Linked DNA regions of Zea mays: region 1 is linked to region 2. A link is a contact called in public Hi-C data. All regions are on one chromosome and are shown on one strand. The core of a region is the stretch at or near the end of the contact, and the rest is flanking DNA. Distances in the headings are between cores, read along the strand shown.

Region 1 (3,678 bases), core at 1,045-3,544, 240 kb before region 2:
TCTCTCCTAAGATTTTGTATGAGCTAGAGCAGTGTGTTTATCATAGTACATGATCCAATTCTAAGATGAATCGAAATAGATGACACAAATTAGATAAATCTCCAAGCCTCCGTGCCCATATGAGTTCAATTCTGAGACGAATTGGGACATGTGACATGACGGTAGCGATAATGCCGAGTCTAATCCTAAGATGAATTTGAAACATTGGTTAAATTCAAAGTCATTTGCATCCAAAAAAAGTTGAGTGACGTAAGTCTAGATACTATATAGAGTTCAGTTTTGTCGGTGTTTTGACCCGAGGATCCTACCGACTAGTGAATTAGTGTTGTGTGCCCTAGCCCGGATGAGTGATACAAGGAGACACAAGTCTTTATTCTGGTTTGGGCAAGAGAAGGCCCTACTTCTAGCAGAGGGGGTAAGACTTATATTACTTGCACCTAAGTGCTTGCAGTAGTGAATACAAGCTGGTCGGGAGAGGGAATGGATCCCAAGTCCCTAGGGTTGAGTGAGGCAAGTGTCAATATCAACGTGGAGACGAAAACCGCGAAGTCTCCCTCCTTCCTGCCTGAAGCTATGGGCTCCTCTATTTATAGCCACAAAGAGGACTACTGGGAGCGTGGGGCTTGTCGTATATGGGAGAGGAGGTGCGTCCGAGCCCCTTAGCCAGCATGGTCACCGGCATGGTCCTCGTACTTGTTATTGACTTGAACTGGGAAGGGGATGTCCGGTTCCTGTATTTGCATCTCTGACCGTGCAGAGAGCTGAGGCCAGTGCCTGGGGCTCGGTTGCGTACCCGAGCCTGTTGGGTGATCGTGTTGTCCTAGTCGTAATGGTTGAAGTAGTGAAGTATAGCGAAAAGCTCTTGGCAATCTGAGGTTAGCTCTGCAACTTCTGGTTATGTCGGGCGTCCTTTTGTCGATACTACCAAGGCCAAAGCCACGCTCGGGAGAGACAGAAGTCTTCCCGAGGCCTTGGTCGAGCCTGCTCTGGGCTTGCGGTCATGCAGGGAATAATTGAAGAAGTGACCTTATGCGAGATTCACCGGGGGGGGGGGGGGGGGGGGGTTGGTCGAGGCCGAGCTCGGGCGAGGTAGATTTTGCTTCGAGGCTGAGGCCGACTTTGAGCGAGGCGGAGTTCCCTCCCGAGGGCGAGACCATGCTTGTCGTACGCACGTCCCATCCGGTGTTGTTTGAACTCAGCAGACGCCATGGAGGAGCAGTAGTCGTTATTTCCAGGCATGCGTCATCGTAGTCGGTGAAAGTGGATGAGACCACGGTCCTGTCGCTCCTGTTTGACTGCGGTGTCACGTGGGGTGAGTATTTGTATTGAATGCCCACGTCTCCACGGTTCCCGCAACCTTTAACTTAGGCCAGGCTCAGAGTTGTCCTCCTATCCGAGACGGACTCAGGTGAGTCGGAAACAGCTGTTCCGTGGAGATGATACCTCAGGCGGGACGAGGATTTCCCCGAGTGTTGTCCTCGCCCGAGGGTAGGCTCGGGCGAGGCAGAGTTTTGAGCAACCTTTGAGCGAGGTCTGGAGCGAACCGTGGCTCACATTTTCTTGACCTCGGGATAGTTTAGGGGTTAAGCATGTTTAGAAGTGTGACCTAGATACCCTTAATTACGATACCTGACAAGTTTCAAAATAATTTATAAGCCATCTCTAATTATAAGTTGTGTAAATAATAGTAAAATGACTAGAGTCCTAAACATTTACCGACAAACACAGATAGTCGCAGGCGGTCTTCAACATGCAAAACTGCACATCCACCTTCACCACAATTTTCTGCACACAATGGAAAGCACCATAAGTACGTTATATTTGCTTGCAAATTCAACTCCACTCGCTGTCCCATTTTAACTCCAATCGCTTGCCTAAATCCGCACCTGCTCCTGTCCTTGGTAGAGTGGCAGTGGCTCTTGGGGTAGGCCAATGGGGAGTGCCGGACGACGAGGCGCCACCAAATCCCGGAGGCCGGAGCCCCGGACGTCGGTGGAGGGAGAGCCGGACTGGTGAGAGCGCATGGGTGCAAGGTGGCGTAAACTGAGGCACTGAGCGGCGGGCGCTGCGCGCTCGGCGGCGGTTGGGCGGGCCCTGTGGGTAGGGGCGGCAGGGGCACGAACTAGAGCCGTGGGCAAAGCGGCTAGGCGGTTGCTCGACGAGGCGTCGACGACGATATCCTTGGCGGCGCGGGCGCGAACCGAAGTCTGGAGAAGCTGTTAGTTAGCACGTGCAGCGGTGCAAGTGGCATGTGGAGAGGGAGACTGCCAGGTTGGGAGGACGCCAGTAAGAAATATGGCCCATGCATGTAACTGGGATGGACCTATCCTACTTGGATGGGCTAGCACCAGGCCATGGACCGGTTGGGCTATATCAAAATCCGCCTTTGTCTCCCCAGCTTCTCCAGCTTCCTCGTCTACGAGTATCTTATAAATGGATTGTGAGAAACCACAAACCATCCAAGCTCAAGACAACGTGAAGTCGTACGCAGCGTAGCGTTTCCATATAGTACCACCCGCTATCTAAAGGAGGATGGGTAATCGAACGAGCTATAAAATGAGGATCAGATTCATTTTCAACTTATTATTTTTCTCGATCTTTTGACTAAGGTAAAGTATAATATTTATTCTTACCAGTTTAATATATTATATATGGATTATATGTTCACTTTAATATTAACTTTATTATATTTTTTTTGTGGAGAGGATCTACCATACCGGCTGACTAGACTCTCGTCTGTTACACTGTCGTTAAGGTGGTGTTTCTAGGTACTGGTATCCAGTCACATTATAACTAGTAACCATTACCGCCGGTAAGAGGTCTTATTATCATTCCTTTAATAATGTCTGAACCAAACAACACCTAAATATGACCGTGTGGCGTCGTAAGTACGAGCATTATAGTAGTATGGATACGTTTGCTAGTTTTCGTAGGAAGAAAACGGTGGTGCCAACGAAAAGAAAAGGGGATCGGAACCAAAACTGATGTGGATCGGTGGATAGCTCAGGTGATCTTTATACCTAAATTGTTGCTGTTGAACCGTTGTTCTTGGTGGACAAACCCATCTCCAGTGTACGAGGATCGGTTTTCACCGTTGTGCTTTTCCTATGTTTAAATGATAAAAAATAATAAAATTATATATAAATAAAGATTTAAATTAAGATTGTTGACTTTAAACCTATATTCACACCATCTAGCCAATAGAACATACATATTTTAATATAAATAAAAACAATAGTAACATATATATATATATATAGATTGTATATTAGGCGCCCTGGGCTTCCAATAATTAAAGGAAGCCCGGGCCAGACAGTGCAATCCGGTCGAGCCGGACCACATCCGGACGTCTATAAAACAGGACCCGGAGTGCTAGGGTTCAGTTTTTCACGCCCCATCTCGATTCATTAGCGACGACGGTTGACTGATAGCCCGCGACGGTGGACCCCGGCCAGTGGCTGCGGTGGCCGTGGCTCCCCGACCTCGACATGCGGTGGCGGCAGTTCCCAGGCCGGCGGTGGCGGCCCCCGATCCAGAGGGCGAGCGGCGGCGGATCCCAGGCCGGTGGCCGCAACTCCATTACCTCGACGCGCGGTGGCGGAGGTTCCTCGATCCGCAGCGAGGCCCTTGTGCAGCCAAGCAGCGGCGTCCCCGAAGCCCCGAGGAGGCGGCACTTCC
Region 2 (3,715 bases), core at 381-2,880:
ACTTTGCCGCTCCACTGACAGGCCTGACAAGAGGACAGCGCCGCCTGCGCCGCTCCGACTGCCGTGCCACTCGACAGAGTGAGGCTGACAGCAGCCAAGCCCGGCCTCAGGCGCCATAGAAAACTCCGCTTCGCCCGACCCAGGGCTCGGACTCGGGCTCAGCCCCGGAAGACGACGAACTCTGCATCGCCCGACCCCAGGGCTCGGACTCGGGCTCAGCCCCGGAAGACGACGAACTCCGCATCGCCCGACCCCAGGGCTCGGACTCGGGCTCAGCCCCGGAAGACGACGAACTCCGCTTCGCCCGACCCCAGGGCTCGGACTCAGCCCTGGCCTCAGCCGACGGTCTCCGCCTCGCTCGACCCAGGGGCTCGGACTCGACCTCGGTCTCGGAAGACAGACTCGACCTCGACCTCGGAGGAGCCTCCACCTCGCCCAACCTAGGGCTCGGACCGACCACGTCACAGGAGGCGCCATCATTACCCTACCCCAAGCTGACTCAGGCTACGGGAAACAAGACCGGTGTCCCATCTGGCTCGCTCCGCCAAACAAGTAATGATGGCGCCCCGCACGCTCTATGACGACGGCGGCTCTCAGCCCCCTTACGGAAGCAAGAGGACGTCAGCAAGGACCCGACAGCCCCGACAGCTGTCCTTCCGCCAGGCTCCAGCGCTCCTTCGACGGTCACGACACCACACGAACCGGGTGCCAAAACCTCTCCGGCTGCCACGATGGCATGTACTTAGGGCACTAGCTCTCCTCCGCTAGACACGTTAGCACACTGCTACACCCCCCATTGTACACCTGGATCCTTTCCTTACGCCTATAAAAGGAAGATCCAGGGCCCTCTTACAGAGGGTTGGCCGCGCGGCGAAGGACGGGACGACGCTCGCGTAAGGCCGCTTGCTCCCTCCCGCGTGGACGCTTGTAACCCCTACTGCAAGCGCACCCGACCTAGGCGCGGGACAAACACGAAGGCCGCGGGATTTCACCTCTCACGCCTGTCTCTCTCCGGCTTCTTCCCCCCTTCGCGCTCCGTCTCGCGCCGACCCATCTGGGCTGGGGCACGCGACGACAATTTACTCGTCGGTCCAGGGACCCCCGGGTTCGAAACGCCGACAACGTCGGTTTTCTAGGCAAGGACAATTAGAGTAAATGTTGGCTTTTAGTCCCTTTTAGCACTCATGTGAGGGACTAGAGATTAAAGTCAATTAGTCCCTACTTTAGTCCCTCCGTTTAGTAAAATAGAGACTAAACGAGACTAAAAAGCAGGGACTAATCTTTAGTCCCTCTAATTAAACATGGCCTTAGTCTTAGGACCCGGTATACTACAGAAAATTTCAAAGTCCTCTGTAACGGGAATTGATTACTGTTAGTCGGCAAGTGAATAATACTCTTCTCGTATGTACCGGTAGTGATGGCTTCTAGACCGCGTTGATCGTGGAAAAGAGAGCATATGATCGGCGGCGAAGAGCGCTGGGGCCGGGATCAAATTAAAGTCGATCGGCGGACTAAACGTAACACAAATTTAGCTCGAAACGGACAGAAAACCGATGCATGCATTATATAGGAGCAAACTGATAACCAGTGTCTGGAGCTGCTCTGACTGCACAGTCAAAGCACGTCTGCACGTGCGTCCTTTTTTTTTGATAAAGCGTCCTCCTTTGGTAGACTGGCCAGTGGCCACCAGTACTTGCAGTGATTGGTTAGTCATCACGGAGACAGCTGGTTTCTCTCTATTATTAGTCGTTTTAGCTTTTCATTTTATATATCTATATTCAAATAGATAGGATAAATCTAGATACGTATAAAACATATACATAATTATTATATAAATATATTAATTAAATAAAACGAATTTTAATTTAAGACGGCGGAGGGAAGAGTTGGACTGGTCGGTGCATGTTTATGCATGCATGTCAAGGTGCACGCGTCATGCATGCATGCTGCCTCTGCGTTCATCGCAGATTAATGGTACTTGAAAGCAGCTCTCTCAACCTATCTCATCTCTCTGTTACATACCCAGTCGTTGTATACTTGTACAACACCAGACTACCACTAGCGCATACCGGGAAAATCTACTTCTAGAATAGATCGTGCTGTTCTAATGCAAACACGTACGATTTTATGACTCTTTTTAACGTTGTATGCAAATAGCTCCAATTTTCCAGTCTACGATATATGGATGATCACTAGCTAGCTAGGGTGATCTAGAAGGGAGTACCAGCAGCCTTTAAATTAGGCAATGGGCGTCATCTTAAGGCCGCGTTTGGTTTACTAAGAATTATAGAATCTGCAGCAGGCACGTTATCCTCGAAAATACAGCACACGCTTGGTTGTGGGATTTTTTTTTCTCCCTACACACAGAATCCAAGATATAGAATGAGCTGTGGTTTGGGTCCATAATATATCTTCAAAATATAAAGGCTCTTGCATCAACAGCTTCAGCTAGCTTTGGCTGCTCTGTGGATAACTTCCTCCTTTTTTTTCATGAAGAGCCTCTAGAGGAACAACCTAATTAGTTGAAAATGTAGCTCCTATATATTTTCATGTAAGAGAGAAGGACTAGAGAGAGCTGGAGAAGCCTCTTTTTGGAGCTCCGCTTTGCTCGGTTTATTGGGCTGCTCCTTTCTATTCTTACGAATGGCGGAATGGGGCTGCTCCTTCCTATTCTTACGAAGAAGCTCTCCGTTTGGTAGACTATTTAATGAGTTTACATGGTATTTATTATCTGCGCATACAGATAATATAAAGTATTATATATTTCTAGAATAAAAACGTGAAATCGAATAGAGAGAGAAAAAATTGTAGAAAACGAATATATGATACATTTATTTAGGGCCCCTTTGGTATAGCTCCTTCAAGAGCTCCTTCGTGGGTTTCTCCAAATAATTTACCAAACGCAGGGCTCTTTGATGGACTTCTACTGAAAAATAGGAAAGAGCTCATCCTCCAAATCTGCTGAAGCCAAGAGCCCAAAATTGCAGCTTTTCTACCGGCTCTCTCCCTCAAGCCACCAGACCAAAACCCTATACGCCGTTGCTCTCTCCCTCAGCCCCCTTCGACTCGCACAAGATGCAGGAAGAAATGAACGTCGGCGGCGCGGCTGCTGGCCAGGAGGCCGTCGCGGCGAGGGCCGCCCCTGTGCTGGCGCGACGAGGGCTGGCGACCTGTGCTGGCGCGGCTGCTGGCCAAGAGGTTGTCGCGGTGAGGGCCGCACCTGTGCTGGCGCGACGAGGGCTGGCGACCTGTGCTGGTGCGGCTGCTGGCCAAGCTGCCTGTGCCAAGGCGACCTGTGCTGCAGCGACAAGGCGCGACGCGACGAGGGCTGGCGAGGTGCCCTGTGCTGGCGCGGCTGCTGGCCAAGCTGCCGGTGCGGTCAGGGGCGCGGCTGCTGGCCAAGCTGTCGGGGCGGCTGTCAGCGCATCTGCTGCACAGGCCATGGACACTCCCGCATCCGCATTCGTTTCTTGGGCGAGCGTTCCTTGGTCGGGCACACTCCCGCATTTGCAGCACGGGCCATGGACGCCATTCAGCTGTGTGCCGACGGATGCAGCAACCAGTGCACAACCATTCATAGCAGGTTTAGGTGCTCCGACAACATTCACAGGAGGAGCGGGGTGGCCGGACTGGTGGACTGGTGCTGCAAAAGCAGCACTTGGTCCTAATTGGCTCCACGATGATCCTTTATCCGGAGGTCCTTCGGCCATGAGAA

What was found. A called contact is a pair of places that touch in the nucleus more often than the background predicts.
Region 1: a Hi-C map of ear shows a contact between it and region 2, with 2.2 times the contacts expected there. The contact joins two enhancer-like sites. A contact is called at or near these places in 2 of 25 Hi-C or Micro-C datasets (ear and tassel).

The regions. Positions count from the first base shown.
Region 1 is chr3:218,570,362-218,574,039 of Zm-B73-REFERENCE-NAM-5.0, reverse strand. No RefSeq gene overlaps it. Among protein-coding and RNA genes, the nearest start is that of LOC103632349, 41 kb to the left of the region's middle. Within about 2 kb of position 2,294, at least 20 of the 20 cell types and tissues checked have an H3K27ac peak or open chromatin away from gene starts, as enhancers often do. A contact at or near this core is called in ear, where this site is marked.
Region 2 is chr3:218,330,281-218,333,995 of Zm-B73-REFERENCE-NAM-5.0, reverse strand. No RefSeq gene overlaps it. Among protein-coding and RNA genes, the nearest start is that of LOC111591142, 6.3 kb to the right of the region's middle. Within about 2 kb of position 1,630, at least 4 of the 20 cell types and tissues checked have an H3K27ac peak or open chromatin away from gene starts, as enhancers often do. A contact at or near this core is called in ear, where this site is marked.